Linked DNA regions of Bombyx mori: region 2 is linked to region 1. Evidence: chromatin contacts called from public Hi-C data. All regions are on one chromosome and are shown on one strand. Each heading gives the region's core, a stretch centred on a gene start, on an enhancer-like site or on the middle of the called end of the contact. The rest is flanking DNA. Distances are from core to core; before and after follow the strand shown. Region 1 holds the start of LOC101737703 (glycine cleavage system H protein, mitochondrial). Region 2 holds the start of Rab-10 (small GTP-binding protein Rab10).

What was found. A called contact is a pair of places that touch in the nucleus more often than the background predicts.
Region 2: a Hi-C map of middle silk gland shows a contact between it and region 1, with 2.8 times the contacts expected there. The contact joins the promoter of Rab-10 here to the promoter of LOC101737703 in region 1. A contact is called at or near these places in 3 of 7 Hi-C or Micro-C datasets (middle silk gland, posterior silk gland and whole pupa).

The regions. Positions count from the first base shown.
Region 1 is chr11:18,606,673-18,609,731 of ASM3026992v2, reverse strand. LOC101737703 (glycine cleavage system H protein, mitochondrial) reads right to left here and starts at 1,624. Exons shown (of 2, transcript XM_062671276.1): 1 at 1,398-1,624; 2 at 1-462. The coding sequence starts at 457. The region is part of intron 20 of LOC101736905; the gene reads left to right.
Region 2 is chr11:19,502,478-19,505,716 of ASM3026992v2, reverse strand. Rab-10 (small GTP-binding protein Rab10) reads left to right here and starts at 1,668. Exons shown (of 4, transcript NM_001098352.2): 1 at 1,668-1,844; 2 at 2,008-2,207; 3 at 3,093-3,182. The coding sequence starts at 1,718. LOC101743029 (cohesin subunit SA-2) reads right to left here and starts at 430. Exons shown (of 21, transcript XM_004927037.4): 1 at 1-430. The coding sequence starts at 185.

The DNA of each region.
Region 1 (3,059 bases), core at 375-2,874:
CTTCAGTCATGAGATCATTTATCTCGCTTTGCTTAATTATTTTCAACCTAAACAACCATCCTTTGTCATAACAAGATGTATTTATTAGTGCGGGTTTGTCTTCTACATCTTTATTTTTCTCCGTAACAGTACCAGATAATGGAGAATAGATTTCACTAGCAGCTTTCACACTTTCTAAGGCACCGCACTCATCACCAGCTTTAAGGTCTGTTCCGGGGTCTGGCAGCTGTGCAAAAACAACATCACCAAGAGATTCTTGGGCATATTCGCTAACCCCAACTGTACCTATATCTTTGTCTATTGTAACCCATTCATGTCTATCAGTATATTTCCTTGATGATCCACCTGTGCTGTACTTCAGGCATAACATACAGTATGTTTGTCTGATGTTTGACTGTAAATGATGCCTTAATTTGTAAGTTTTCACTATTTGTAATAAGCATCTCTGTATTGCCATTTTATCTGAAAGATGTAAATAAAATTCTTAGTTACCAGGTCATAAAATCCCTTAAAAAAAATTAAAATAAAATACTTTTAGTGTTGTACTAGTAGTTAAATGACATAAATAAAAATATAATAAAACACAATTATTACAAAAATTAATACAAAAAGACAATGCAACAATCTTCAGACAAAACATATATGAAGCTAATAAAAAACTGTCAAAGTAACCATTTTAGATAATGTAGGATGTAGGATGAGAAATGATTTTATTTATCAATACAATTATTAATATGACTGAAAGTATGTTAATAGCATGTAATCAGTATGTATTATGTACTGATATAATGGCCAAATGACATAGGAAACCATGATTATTATGATAAAACAAATTATAGGATAAACATGTCATTGCAAATTTCATATTTTAAATTAATTTCATAAATTTGCTTCAATCCTGCACTGGATTTGCAGGTAGATGTGATTTTGTTTTGTTTGATATATCCATTTAGTACAAGAAAATTGAGATTTCGATTCAAAATAAAATGACAGTTTTCTTGCTGAGCTCTCATTAACCATTAAAATTCTTAGTAACCATAAAATCATGTATAGATGATAAAGTGTAATAAAGCCTTAATTGAGACTGAAAATATATTCCACTAACTTCTAATCTGGTACTATCTACATTTGCGGTAGGCAGCGGCTTGGCTCTGCCCCTGGCATTGCTGAAGTCCATGGGCAACGGTAACCACTCACCATCAGGTGGGCCGTATGCTCGTCTGCCTACAAGGGCAACAAAAAAAAAAGAAAAAAAAATTCTTAAAAACTACAATTGAGAAATTCTGCGTTTTGATAAATCGAGAGCGATTTTGATCTGTATTTGTTGACTCTTAACTAAGATGAAAATATAGTTTTTTATGAGAAAAAATTAAAACAAAAATAATTATTAAACTCACTGTCAGTATTTTTTGTAGATCACAAATCGAATACTTTGGTATCTAAATGTAATCTGGAATTTTAGGTGTGCTTCGAATATATTAAGTGTATAATCTATGGGTGTGCTTTTTAATAGAATTAAAAATTAAAGCAATTCAAATAAAATGAGGTTATCTTTATTATTCCTTTTGAAATTTGACATTTGTCAGCTGCTTATTTTTTTTAAAGGATCTTATTTATGACCTGGTAACTAAGACTCTTAAGTCATGTTTCATTTTAATTTAAATTCTTAATTTTATGAAAAATGATAATGTGGAGTGAAATGAAAAATGTCACTGCTTAGTTCTGAGGGTTGTACAGTTTCATCTCGGTGGTAGAAAGCACTGCTTGTGTTCGGGTAAATGTCAATTTTTTGCCTAAAGGTATACCTCACGTCTGGTGTTAAGTAGTTACCGCAGCCCATAGACACCAACAACATAAATGGCCCCACTCATCTCGAAACGTCAATTGTAAGTCTCTGTAATATAACGACTGACCCGCCCTTCCCAACTAACAGCATTTCTTAGTGCTTCTTCATTAAATGCCAAAATTGTGCGAAGAACCTGTTTAATAATATTGTGTGTAAAACATTTTAGTTTTGGAAAACGCACAATTATTTTTATTGGCTTTTTAAGCAATGAGCCACCTGACAGCGGGGTCCAAGTGTTGGCAAGTGGTCACTATCTATCGTGGACATTAGTAAAATTAGCAGCACAGTCAAGCCGCTGTCCACTGCTAACAAATATTTTAACGGTTTCAATAATAAAATATTTTTCTGTTTAGTAGTAAGCAGGTACACTGGTACATACCTGGTACATACCTAGTGTTATGTGATGACTTCATTAAGATCATGTTCATTTGTTACTGAAACCCTTGGGTATTCAGACTTCGGTCATTTATTTTTTATTACAGACTGACCTTTTTTAAGTTTTTTAGGTAAAAAATTAAGTCCTTATTTTTATTCACCACCATGTAGGACATTTAATAAAACCATCAAGATAAATTATATTATATTTTGAAATGTAATCGGATTTGGAACTATTTTTTTATTTTTCGGAATTAGTCAGGCATCCCCATTTAAATCTTTAACGTGACAAACGTCAAGGCCGTCAATCTAAATAAACGTCAGTGACGAGACGACTTGTATTTCGCGAACCATGACTGAAAGATGTCAAAATAAGTTTGTAGAAAATTTTGTTAATCAAAATTATATTATTTGCTTCGGAATTACTAGTGCCTCTTTTGCTGTTATTTATTATTACAGGTCTATATAACGTAATACCCATTTTGTAAGTGAACTATCACATTCGAATAGTTTTTAACCCAGTTTTTTGTTTACAGATTTCACTTCGTAACTTTTGCGTTTAGTTATGTGTTGGGATGTGTGGCTTGTTATTATGGACTTAATTCGAATGTTCTGCACAATTATTTGTGTAAATTACAGTGCCATTTCTTTAGAGAAACACCGGAAGTAGTAGAGATCGAAGAAGTCAAGGTACTTGCAATGTTTACTTTGTTTGTTTATTTATATGAATACATTTATATGCTGTAGTTGACTGTTACTGTGTGCTTTTGTCAAAGTATTTAATATGTTTTACACAAGGCGGAAGAAAAAAGTTGAATTAATTACAAGTTTAACAAAA
Region 2 (3,239 bases), core at 419-2,918, 900 kb before region 1:
GCTTCCACTGCCGTCGAGTTAGCTACTGCACCAGTATTAAAGCCACTATAGTTCACATTAGGCGTTTCAGGTTCATGGACAGATTGGCCACCATAGTCCGTCATAGGAGTAGCCGGAGTCATAGGATTTACATACTCCGGTGGAGGATCGTCCATCCGTATACGTTTCCCGCCTCGACGATGCATCTTCAATCGATTTACTTCTAAAAAAAAACTAAAAACTAAGCTATCACCACACTTTTTCTCACATGAGTATTTTATATGGACACTAAAAAAAACCAAATTCCGTTGTTTGTTGTATAATTCGATTTTATTGAATTTCGAAGCAGCACAACCAAGACACCATTAATAAATGAGTAAAAGAGAGGGAACAAAAACTATCGATCAATAAACGACAAAAGCGACGCAGGGCAAACACAACAACCATAGATTTTTTTTTTGATACAATTTTTCCTTATTAGGAAAGACAAGGGAATCTATGCCCATTGTATGTTTAACCATAGATTATGAATGGCGCTCTCATATTAGGTATTAGATTTAGAGCTCCGTAGTATTACAATCGCTAGATTTTTCACTATTAAATTCATTGGATATTTTAGGAGAAATGCGAGCGAAAAAGATATTTATAAAAAATATGCTAATTTAAAGTTAGTTTAAGTTTGTCTTAATTATGAATAAATAGATTAAAAGAAGTAAACATAAGACTCGACTTAAAGGTCTCGGTACCAAGCCATAGAAAAACATAAATTTATAATACAGTCTGCGTCTTTCTTTAAGGTTTTCAATCATTTCCAAGTACTAAAATAAGAACTTTTATTTCATCCTTGACTAATATTTTACTGTTATTTTGTGTAAAAACTCTATTAAAACACAAAACCAATCGGGAATTAAGAATCTGTTTAGATTTAGCTTGCTGTATTTAACATAATATGTCCTAAATATTCATATTATATTTTAAGATGATTTTTAAAATTACCGTCAAATTTTTTGAGAAATGCTCATTTGCATGGAGTTCTTGTAGTACCTACTAACTCTCTGGGCATTTGACAATGGATGGAATCATGATACACATATATTAATTGATGGAATTTTATTTTGAAAACTGGCAGTCAATGGGCAGTCATGGCTTTACTAAATTTATTAATTTTTTGGCGGAAACACGAGGAGTGAAGTTGTGTGATTTGTTTTATTTGTCTATTTAGTGTTTCTTCAGATTTAAATGTGTATATAATTACGGTAGTTTATTAACTGGTTAATATCTGTGAAAGTGCACAAATGTGGGAAAATGAAACAAAGTCGCTGGGAAGTAGCTTCTCGGGATCCTCCAAAAATTCCACTGAAAAAATCTCACTAAATGGCCACCATTTTACTAAGATTATATTTCGTCCCATATCATCTCATTTCATTTAATTTCATCCCAGTTGATAAATGTCTCATATTAATCATCTTAATTTCATTTCTTTTCACTCCATATTATCATTTTTCACAAAAATAAGAATGTAAATAAAAATAAGATATGACTTAAAAGTCTTAGCTTACAGGTCATAAAATCCCATAAAAATTAAACAATTAAATTAATTATGCAAAACCGCTAAAAGTTTGCCATACTGGAAAAAAGGAGCACTGAATGAGTGGCAACAAAATTTTGATCTGTCATATTTTGGGTTGGATATTTTGGATCCTTGATATCTGTTTTATAAAACGAATAAATTTGTAAAATGGCCAAAAAAACATACGACTTGTTATTCAAACTGCTTCTCATCGGTGACTCCGGAGTTGGAAAAACGTGCATATTGTTTAGGTTCTCAGATAACCACTTCACAACGACTTTTATTTCGACGATAGGTAGGAACCACCTTGTTATTTTCTTAATTTCCTATCTTGCACTCGTGCCGGTAATAACTGGAGATTTGTCTTCATAAAATATTAAAAACTGTACTTATTCAATAATAATTGAACAATTCTTTGAACGTAACGTAACTACTTTTACAATAATTTAAATTTTTAGGTATCGACTTCAAAATAAAGACAGTGGAATTAAGGGGTAAGAAAATAAAGCTCCAGATATGGGACACTGCTGGGCAGGAGCGTTTCCACACCATCACGACGTCGTATTACCGCGGCGCTATGGGCATCATGCTCGTATACGACATAACAAATGAAAAAACATTTGATGATATCGTTAAATGGTTACGAAATATAGACGAGGTTTGTAACAACAAATATGTAATGACTCATTTCCTTCACATTTCGTTATTTAATCAATATCAAGGGACCTAAATTGAATAGTCAAAGAATGTGAGATATAAAACAAATTCTATAAAAACTGTGTGACACTAGTGAAAAAATTAATCCCCTAATTTGGGCTATAGCTCAAATGCTAAATTCACTAGTCAATATTATGTAACTGCAGTACTGAAAATAGTTACCGCAGAAGTTTTAGACAGAATAATGATTGTAACCACAAAGCTGCAATATTGCCAGTTACATTGGTAATAAGTTTGGTTTGAATATATAAATGAAATGAAAACAAATTTCAATGAGGTCAAAGTCCTTGATTAAAAAACAATTTAGTTTGATAACTAGTGAACCAAGGTAAAACTAACATAACTTATTTATCGTTTTGCATCAGTTCTCACAAACAAAAATTTACTTGTACAGTCAATTCTTAGCATTAATAACTCTTGTAAACTTTCAACAGTTATTCTTTGAGTTGTAGTAGTTCTTTGCAATAACCTTAGTGTTGGTCTAACTATTATCTGTGATACTTACAACTCTGAAATATTGAGAACTCACTATAACAAAATTTTTTGGTAGAGACACGTTTAATAATAGCAATTTAAGTAACAGTAAAATATTGTTATTGAAATGTTACTTTATAAATGTGATTTAATATGAGACAATTTAAAAATTATCCATGCTCAGTCTCTGTGGCATTGAGAAAATATTAGTATTGCCTATTAACAGTAAGGTCACAAAATATGAACATTAAAAAATAACAGTAATTTGTTAAGCTTAGTAAATTATTGCTATTATGGCATTATGTTTACTGAAGGTCTACAAGATTATATTGACAAAAAATCTTTTCTTTAGCATGCAAACGAGGATGTGGAAAAGATGATACTTGGCAATAAATGTGATATGGAGGAGAAACGTGTTGTCAGCAAGGAGCGCGGTGAAGCAGTAAGTACCTACAGTTGACAATTAATTATTTACATGAATTTTAAATGTTATAAAGCA